Regions from separate parts of the Siniperca chuatsi genome. Here region 1 is linked to region 2. The links are chromatin contacts, called in public Hi-C maps. All regions are on one chromosome and are shown on one strand. Each heading gives the region's core, a stretch centred on a gene start, on an enhancer-like site or on the middle of the called end of the contact. The rest is flanking DNA. Distances are from core to core; before and after follow the strand shown. Region 1 overlaps ank2b (ankyrin-2b). Region 2 holds the start of LOC122870669.

What was found. Hi-C and Micro-C count contacts between places; a contact is called where the count stands out from the background.
Region 1: a contact with region 2 is called in a Hi-C map of liver, with 2.5 times the contacts expected there. The contact joins the enhancer-like site here to the promoter of LOC122870669 in region 2. A contact is called at or near these places in 2 of 3 Hi-C or Micro-C datasets (liver and skeletal muscle).

What each region holds. Positions count from the first base shown.
Region 1 is chrLG22:3,486,916-3,492,001 of ASM2008510v1, reverse strand. The region is part of intron 1 of ank2b (ankyrin-2b); the gene reads right to left. Among protein-coding and RNA genes, the nearest start is that of ank2b, 58 kb to the right of the region's middle. Within about 2 kb of position 1,286, the one cell type or tissue checked has an H3K27ac peak away from gene starts, as active enhancers do. A contact at or near this core is called in liver, where this site is marked.
Region 2 is chrLG22:3,416,652-3,421,660 of ASM2008510v1, reverse strand. It overlaps LOC122870669, which reads right to left and starts at 1,647. Exons shown (of 4, transcript XM_044185032.1): 1 at 1,052-1,647; 2 at 92-171. The coding sequence starts at 1,495.

The DNA.
Region 1 (5,086 bases), core at 37-2,536, 71 kb before region 2:
AAAATGTACATACATGGTCAGAATAAATATGACGGAGCAGCTGTGTAGCAGTGCATATATGAATATGGTTCCAAAAATCTGTTTTAATGCTACTATTGAATTCTTGTTTCACTGCAATAAAAATGCAGTCATTCACTGGAGACCCAGTTCTTATGAAAATGTAAATAGATTTCTCTTTTCTCTTTTTTAGATTTATCTTGTTCCTTGCTATTTTCTGCCAAAATCCCTTAAGATATTTCTGCATTTGCTTTTTTCTCACTTCTTTTGATGTGGGAGGGGCTAAATTAGAAAAAGGCAATGTCACTTCCATGCACCAATCATAGTTTAGCAGCATTCAAATCGGAATCAGAAAAAAAAGGCACAGATTACGTTTATTAGGTATGTGGTCTGAAAGTACAGATAACTTCATGAAATGTATTTCAGGTTTTCATGTATACAATATAAAATGTCGGTGTTGCATGGTGTGTATATATAGCATATAAACCAGTTTATGACCAATTTAAAGACAATTCAAAAGAGCTATTAAGCCCTTTGGAGATACCGGACTGTGCAGACACATAAACAGCAACAGAAAACATTGGAGAAAAAAAGTAACAAAGTAACAAACTAACAGGTATGCAAGCACTACAAAAAGTTAGCTAGTTTTAGCTAGTTTTGGTATTTGTTCCTGCTCTTAATTATGTGTATTTTAGGTGTTGTCTGCTTTTATTTTCTCAGTCTTGCCTCACAACAGATGCTTGAGAGATGGACAAAAACCATCAACCTCCACCAGAAAAGTTAAATGATGAAATTAGAAGAATATGTTGGGGCTTTCTCATGAATATAATCTATTTTAATATAACATTAAAAATCTGTGCATTTCTAATTCCCACCATATTTTACTGATCCAAGTCTCTTCAACTTCTCACTAATTTCAGTTGGTGAATGGCTCCCTCTTGAGGATGCTCACTAACATTACATAACCACAGTTACTTTGCATGTGAGTAAAGCCGTTGAAAGAGCGTTAACCATTAAGTAGAATTACTTGGCAATTAAGCTTCCATTAAATATAAAATGGCTGTTCTGTGACCAGTAAACATGACTCCCAGTCTGAGGTTGATCCACTAGGAGGCAGTGTTCATACTGTGTTCAGTGAGATGACTGAACATTTTTCGTGTGTTATGTCCTCTCCCTCCCCTGACCTTCTCCACAGCACTCACGCCTGTTGTGACTGTACAGTGTTATTCCTGGCAGCAGCTCACATGACACACTGTGTCAAGTGTTCTGTCAAAGACACACAGAGCAGGAGAGATGTTTACTGCCCCTGTCAAAAATAACACAGTTTGCCATAAATAAAAGTGTGCAGCAGAAATCAGATCTGTGTTTGGAGCGGCAGCATGTGACTGGCATGGGCTGTGTTCACACAGAGAGAGTCACTGTAAAATCACCTTTGACTTTGTTGTACAGGAAGCCAAGCAGAAACATAAGAGCTGTAGTTCCTAGTAAAGGGCCACTCGACTGAATATAAATGTCAGATTCAGTTATGATTAGTATTACTCAGTCTGTGAAAACAGTTGTATAATGTCTTCTGTGGCTCTGGAGGAGCTTTGTCAAGTCTGAGAAGATAACCCCTGATGATGTCATCTGGGTTACCCTACACTAGCTTAGACTCGTCTGCTACACATTTTTAACAGAAAGCCTGCATTACAAATTCTGCAATTCTGCATCAGTATTGACCTTTATTTTAATCAGGCTCTCAAAAGTCTCCCAACTTTATTCAAGTGCAATACTAAATCAACTAGAGCAAACTTTTAAAATGTCAATACACTTGTAGCAGGGTATCTGCACATTTTTAAAGTACAAATAATTTAATGACGTTTTTAATACCTCTAAAAGGAAAACATAATACCATTACCGCAGCAAAAGAAATCGACACTGTTACTGAGTTTTATTGAATTTGAATAACTGAAATATGCAGTGCACATTAGCTAACATATTCGCAGTTGACAAATCATCTCTAGTACATACAGCCAAACTACCAGTAGCAGTGTACGACTCGATGGACATAGTCCTTTTTCGAGTGCTAGCATAGCGCTTGTGCTTTTGACATTTCATGTGAGAATCCGTGCTAACCATTGTTCGAAGTTTGAATGTTTTGCGACAAAGTTCACATCGCGCCTCGTACGAATCTTTGGAACTTCTTATTGAATTTGCATTACCGTGGCTGAGCCTGCATTGCTTGCTCGCAGCGTCGTGTTCTTGATGTTTTCCTTTCCCCCCACTGCAGCCCCCAAATTGGAAGCTAGATAAACACGTTCTTCTTCTAGGTTAAAATGCGGATCACAGCCTGTACACGAGGCGTACTACTGCAGCCTACCAAGTGGAGTGTACACTACCTATTTAACGTAGAAACAAATAGATATTAGATGCTGCGGAAATGGTCATTGAGTTTAATGGTCGAGTTTATTCCTGTGTGAAAGACACCATAAGGACACTGTCGTTTCAAGAACGACAGCATCAGTCGTTTTATCAAGTACCCCAAAACAACATCTGTTTACGTTCAAGTGTCAAAGCCCTCTAGTGGCCGTAGTCATTATGATGGTAGCAAAGGGAGCTTTGATTATTCATTTGGCCCCAGGATTAGGCTACTGTTGACAGATTAGTGGATGTGATATATTAACAGAGGATGTGCAATCATTTTGCAGCCAATTCATATTGAAGTTGGAAAAGTTTAGAGTTTGAGAAATTTCATGGGCGTGAATAGGCTATTTAGTTTGATAAAATAGTCAGGAGATATATTATATCTCATATTGTAGGCAGACAACTGTTGTCTTGCACTTATTCTGTGCAGGCCATTCTGTGCTTATTTATAGACTGGACACAGCCTACATATAACTGAACTGGCAATGTTGTAGCTGTTGTCAATAATGTTGCAGGGTTAGGGTTAATATTAACCCTAGCTAGGGCATTCCTTATCAAGAAAAATTTAACTTGCGAATGAAAAAACAATACTTCAAGCCCTTTTCTATGAATTCTATTGTCAGAAAATGCTTTGATATCCATGTTTTTCAAATCAAGAGACAAAACCATTTTTTTTAAAAGCCCCGTTTTTCATTTTCATTGAGAATAGGAAATCAATTGACATGAAGGTACATGGATTGAGGAAGTCAGGTGACGTTATAGAGTGAAATCATCTGCGTATGGAGGAGGTCAGGGTGGATGGGGTCAACGCTGGTTTGTTTTTATCATGACCCCAGTCATTCCCTAACCTTAACCACATGGTTATTATTGTAACCATGGCAATGACGTTCCCTGACCTTACCAATGTAGTTATGTTAAACCAAACCATGACCAAACCTAACCAACTTGTTTTTGTGGCTAACTCTAACCAAATATTAACCATTGCATTGTCACATCATAAAACACATTTATTTTTCAACAGTTTGTAACAGTTTTGGAAGGCCTGTTGATAGGGGTGTCAGATCAGAAACCACTTCTATGTGTCGTTCTGAAGGGCAGTTACAAGTAGTGCATTTTGACGTTTCATTTGGAGGACTTGTTGGGTATCTCCCAACTTGGTATCTCCAAGGAGTTGAGTCCATATTGGACAATTCCACACGTCACAATAAATGTCCAAACCCACCGTTCAGTGCCAATGCAGGAAGTGAAGTAGTGTGTCCTATATGTAGCGAGGCAGAGAGTACGAAGTGGTGGATAGATGTCTAGTGCATTGGACGAGACCAAAGTTCGCCTATCGTCACAGACCAACAATTAACATTCACATTTGCATTAACCATAACCATGATCTCTCATTAACCTTAACCAAGTGTGTAGTCGCTGAACCCTAACCATACCTTAACCATATTTTATTTGCCCTCACCATCATCTTCCCCTAACCTTAATTACATTATTAGTTGCCATGCACAGATATTAGAAAGCGGAAATTTGAAAAACTTAATGTAATTGGACGTTAAAAAACGTCACTGAACATAATCCAGGTTGTCCAATATCAATGTTCTTGTCTGGCAATATAAATGTACAGCTGCCTCTGATTTAGTACTTGTACATTAGATATCTTACGACCTGGATGACTGAAAATCTTCACAAACATTTTTAATGCCAAAGCTCTACAAGGTAACCAGAGACACTTCACATCTCCAGTGAAACCTATGATGGTAATCATAATAAGTTATATTAATAAGTACTTGTATGGAATCTGATCACAATGTCGCATCAGGGGCAGTGCCTGTTAAGGGCTTCAGGGGGAAAAAACAGTGTAGTGTTGATCAGTTAGACCAAAAGGATGTGGTCAACGCTCCATCATATCACAGACTTTCTTTTTAACCATCCATCCATCACTTTAGTTCAAAGCAACATCTCAACATTTACTAGATAACCATGAATCTCTAAAAGAATGGTCCACAGATGATGAACCTAATGGTTTAAATGACCTCCTGATCATATCATCTACGTACATTCAAAACACAGACTTGCACATGCCTGTTTATCAACTGTACACAAACATCTCTTACTGTACCTAAAGCCTATTATACACCTTCCTCCTGTCACTTCAATACGATTTCAAAATGGCATTGTGAATTACTTATGAAACCTTGAGAGACAGCTGACTGAGGAAATGAATGAGGTGATTGAAAGAATTTCAGTACAATGGTTATTATGTTAAATAGGCAGAGAAAATCATTTAATTAATCACAAGACCAATCCATCATGTAAGATTGTTAAATACATAGTTATATCAGTGTTAACACTATCTGTATGACTAACAGTGTCAGTACTTGCCTTGTTGTTATTACTTCAGCAGGGTATTTATTATCATATTAATTATGCGTAGTCAAGACAGCACACACAGATACAAACATATGACGGCTCTCTGAGGGCATCTTCATAAATAATTAATCCATCTGCTTAACAGCTTTACTCAAGGGGAACACAGCACACATAATGCACATTCACTCATTCACTCAGCTGTGTGTGTGTGTGTGTGTGTGTGTGTGTGTGTGTGTGTTGGTTGGTCATTCACAATTCTTTTTTTTTTTTTTTAACAAAAGACAGATTGGAAATTAATCATTTATTAATTATCTGCAAT
Region 2 (5,009 bases), core at 398-2,897:
CTTTTTTAAACACAGCTGTTTACAGTGATGTCCACTGTGATCAATACCTCCATGGACTGTACACAGCCAAATAAAACAACATATTACATACCTGTCTAGAAGGAAGAGGGCCAATTCAGGATCTGTTTTGAATCCTTTCAAATCCCACAATTCTCTCAATCTGTTCAGTGACTGAAGAACAAAAAGAAATGCTGAAAGGGACAGTGATAGAGCACAGGTGAAAACACAAGTCAGCCTTGGTCGGTCAATTCTTCAGTTCTTTTTCTCTTTGATGATCCTGCCCCAGTATCAGCCAGAACCACAAAATATAACTATAAATAAAATTCTCTGAAGAAAAATCTCTTCATGTTTCCTTTTAACTGGTTAACGTACTACTCATTGCAAACCTTTAAACATAGGCTCTAGAGCAAAAAACATGAGCGGTCAGGCCATGATACAGGTTGGAAACAAGCTGACAGTTTAGCCAGATTAGGTAGCTTTAGTTGATACCGAAAGTGAGCACCCCTGTAATGTCGAAACAAAATGGCAGTTCAGGCTGATTATCAGGCTACCTAAATTAATGTGTTTAATCAACTTACTACACTCAAAATCTAACATTGTAACAGATAAACTTTACACATTACACAGAGGGTGGGAGAAACTGGGGTTTAATAGGGGCCCAGCTGCTCATTTTTGCCCCAGGGCCCGCTAGCAGGTTAATCCAGCCATGAAAGGCACAATTAATAATCCAAATGTAAGCAAAACCCTACCACCAAAATTCAGAGCACAGCACTGGAATCTGATATTACCGCAAAATTGATTGACAGGTTGTATAACAGCAACTAAACAAAAACCATAAAGTACGTGAAAATATCTTAACTTAATCTGGTAAGCAAAATCACAGATTGGATCTGGGGTTGGTTCACATTATAGACTGTAGTGTATGGGTCATACGTGCTGTCATGGATACGTCTGTCTCCACCGTCTGCTAATCATCCACATCTGCTCCCTATCACACTCCTGCTCCCCATCAGCTCCTAATCACAGCCAGCATAAAAAGCCCTGCACTCACCTCAGCAAGTTGTCCGACCTCGTTTGGTGCAAGGACGCCCCATGCAACAATGCAGATCCCCTTCTCCAGCGATCCCCTTCTCCAGCAATCTCCTTCTCCCCAAATCTCCTTCTCCAACGATCTCCATGCCAGCGAGTCTTCCCCATCTCCATACCTGCACACCTGTCTTCCCATAATATAACCTAATAAAGAGCCATCCATCTCCATATCAGTGTCTCCTGCCTGTCTGTCCGTAACAGAAGGTCGGACCAATACCGAAGGACTAGACCAGCACTCCCTTAGTCTCTCTGTCAACTCCCACTTCACCATGCCAAGGGCCAGACCGGCGCCCTTCTTTGATTCGGTGGTGGATGACAATGGCATACTGTGGCTCCATCCATCGACGCTAGACACGCAGACCATAGTGCCAAATCCATACTGGGGCACTGGTTCGAGGTGGTCCATGCAGCCACCAGATTGCACGCCGGACTGCCAATCATCAGCCGACTAACCAGCTACTCTCCTGCACCACTGCCCAGCTGCCTAGCTGCTTGCCTGCACCACCGCTCCGGGTGCTCGCCTGTATCGCCGCCTAGCTGCTTGCCTGTACCACCGCCCAGCGGCTCGCCAGCTCCGCCTCCACTCTGCTCACCTGCTCCACCGCCCAGCGACTCGCCAGCTCCACTGCCGTCTCCAGTCCCAGCGCCGCCCATCACTCCCTGTTGGATCGCAGCAGCCATCACTCCCTGCCTGATTGCAGCAGACAGAACTCCCTCCCGGATGGGAGCAGACAGCACCCCTTACTGCATCGCAGCAGACAGCACCCCTTGCTGGATGGCAGCAGCTCCTCGCTCCCAGACTCTCTGCCGGACCGCAGCAGCTCCTCGCACCCGGACTCTCTGCTGGTTCGCAGCAGCTCCTTGTCCCCAGATTCCCTGCCAGTTCGATCACAGTTGCCTCCTTTCTCGGCTGTATCCCAGCAGCTCCCTGGACTCCCTGCTGGATCGCAGCAATCTCCAGATTCCTTGACACCACTGATCCAGCCCGCTCCTCTACCAATCTTCCTGTCCTGCTGTCCCTTCGCTGGCTTCCTGTCCTGCAGCCCCGTCGCCGGCTTCCTGTCCAGCAGCCCCATCGGCGGCTTCCTGTCCAGCAGCCCCGTCGCCGGCTGCCTGTTCTGCTGCCCCGCTGTCAGCTCCCTGTCTTGCTGCCCCATCGCCGGCTGCCTGTCCTGCTACCCTGTCGCCGGCTCCTGGTCCGGCTGTCCCGCCGCCGGCTCCTGATCTGATTCGACGGCCTCCAGAGGATCTCCGCCTTTGCCGCCGGCCTCCAGAGGATCCTCGTCTTTGCCTTCACCTCCGGTCTCCAGAGCATCCCCGCCTTCGCCTCCGGCCTCCACAGGGTTCCCGCCTTCACTGCCGGCCTCCAGAGGATCCCCGCCTTTGCCTCTAGTCTCCAGAGGATCCCCGCCTTCGCCTCTAGTCTAGATAGGATCCCCGCCTTCGCTGCTGGCCTCCCGAGGGTTCCTGCCTTCGCCTCCGGCCTCCAGAGGACGTTGATCTTTGTCACGGACCTCATACGGTGAGATCCACACAAGGCCAGCCCTCAAGTCGTCCACCCAAGGTCCTCAGCTTTGTGCCAGGCCAGTCTCCGGGTCGTCCACCTGAGGTCCTCAGCTGGTTCAGCTCCCGGGTTGTCCGCTCAAGGGCCTCCGCAACACCCAGGTCCAGGCTCTGGGTCGTCCTACTGAGGCTCCCAGCTCCACACCTGTCCAGGCTTCGGGTCATCCGTCCATGGCTCCCAGCTCCACACCTGTTCAGGCTCAGGGTCGTAAGTCCGAGGCTCCCAGCTCCACCCATAACCAGGCTTCGGGTCATCCGTCCATGGCTCTCAGCTCCACACCTGTCCAGGCTCCGGGTTGTCCACCCGAAGTTCCCAGCTCCGCAGATGCCCAACCCCCAGCCGTCTGCCCGGATCAACCTGCTCCCCGTGGTGGAGGGCGACCATCACGTCAGTGGGGGTTTTCGGCCCTCGGGAGTGCAAGGACTCCCCATGCAACAGTGCATATTCCCTTCTCTAGCGATCTCCTTCTCCAGCGATCTCCATGCCAATGAGTCTTCCCCATCTCCATACCTGCACACCTGTCTTCCCATACTATAACCTAATAAAGAGCCATCCATCTCCATATCGGTGTCTCCTGCCTGTCTGTCCATAACACGCGCATATATGTGCCCAAATGGCACATATATGCACGTATGCCATGGATATATGAAGACCGAAGTGCTTGGAGACTCCAGCAGTGCCCGGGGTATAACAGGCAGGAATCAGTGACATGTTTATCTCTGCATAATCAAACATAATGTTCCCTGTGGCACAATGTCCACTGCTGAACAGTCACCTGTAACCTCTGAGAATGTCAGGACATTCCTGCTACCAAAACAAACTTAAGCATGTGTTTCTCAGCCCAAACCTCTTCTTGAGTCCAGTGCGGGGTTTCAAATAATTTCACTTCATATTTGCTTCATGTGACTCTTCTGTGCATGTCTGCAGGGAAAGTGAATAATTGTGGTGGTGGTGTGATCTGAGGGGCTGAGCTATCCCAGCCTGCTCAGCTATCTCCCTCTGATCTGTTAACGTACTGTAGTGATTTGATGGTTTTTAATGTCGGACAAAACATTCAGAATCGGAGGTTTCCGTAAATCATACATTAACAATATCAAAATGAATCACAAATACATTTAAGCCTTCACAGTCTGTATGAGACAGAATTAGGAAAGGCTACATGAGTGTGAACATGTGTCAGTTTGATTGTTCTGCACATATTGTGGCAATCACCCTGATATTCCTGATGTCACAATCACATCTTCACAGACCTGTCAGAATTCATTCATATTCCTTAAACCACACCTACAATCTTCAGTCATCCAATCACAACCTAGTGTCAGAACCCAGCCCCTTATGAAGTCATGGCCGGTGTGTGTGTGTGCACGCGTGTGTCTACTGTAACTGCTGCAGCCACACAGTGCACTGGCAGTGGAGGCTGCCTGGCTGAATGGAAAAATGTCTCTCAGTCACGGAAATAGACTGAGCTGTCAATCACTCTGCCACCTTCCTGCCTGGAGTGGCTCTGACAGTGACACAAAGGACAATTGGTTTAAAGCATACCCCACCACACACACACACACACACACACACACACACACACACATACATACACGTAAGCCTTTACATGCAGGGATTATTATGATATAAATAATTGTATTGTTCTTCCAATGAATGCTGTAACAAATTCCCTTTATGTACAGATGGACTAAGCTGGTTTGAGACACCATTGGACAGTAAACAGACAAACACTAGAAGGAAATTACAGTTTAACATCATGTCATTACCAATGAAGTAAAAATCCATTAAATGTGGTAGGATGTGGCAGTGCAATTGATACGTTTTGATGTTTGCAATAACATTTAAACATAAAAAATTGCTGTGTTGACCTTTGAACAACATGTTGACACTGGTGTTGATTCAGAGCCTGATGTGGCAGATGATCAGATCAGCAGTGCAGCAGAGCCACAATGTACTTGGCACCACATTTAACAGCAAAAGGGACTCACTGTATGACTTTGGTTGTTGGCATGGTTGTTGCATATGTTCCCATTTTGGACACAATAAGAGCACTTTTTCAAAATCCAGAACTTACTGATGTGTTTAAGCACAGCCAGCTAGCCTCCAGCTAGCATATAAAGACTTCTCAAAACAGGGATAAAGGCTTGTCCTGATTTCCAGAAACCAGGATATGGTGTTTACATGTGCAAAACATAACCCTGATCATAGTGCACATGTAAATGCACTCATGGATCTACAACTGTGATTCTGGGGACATGTGCACACCAGGGGGTACTTCTGCAGTAACTTGAAAAAAACCCCAAAAACTATATATGTCCACATTTGTTTTTAGGAAGAAAATAAACACAAATGTGAG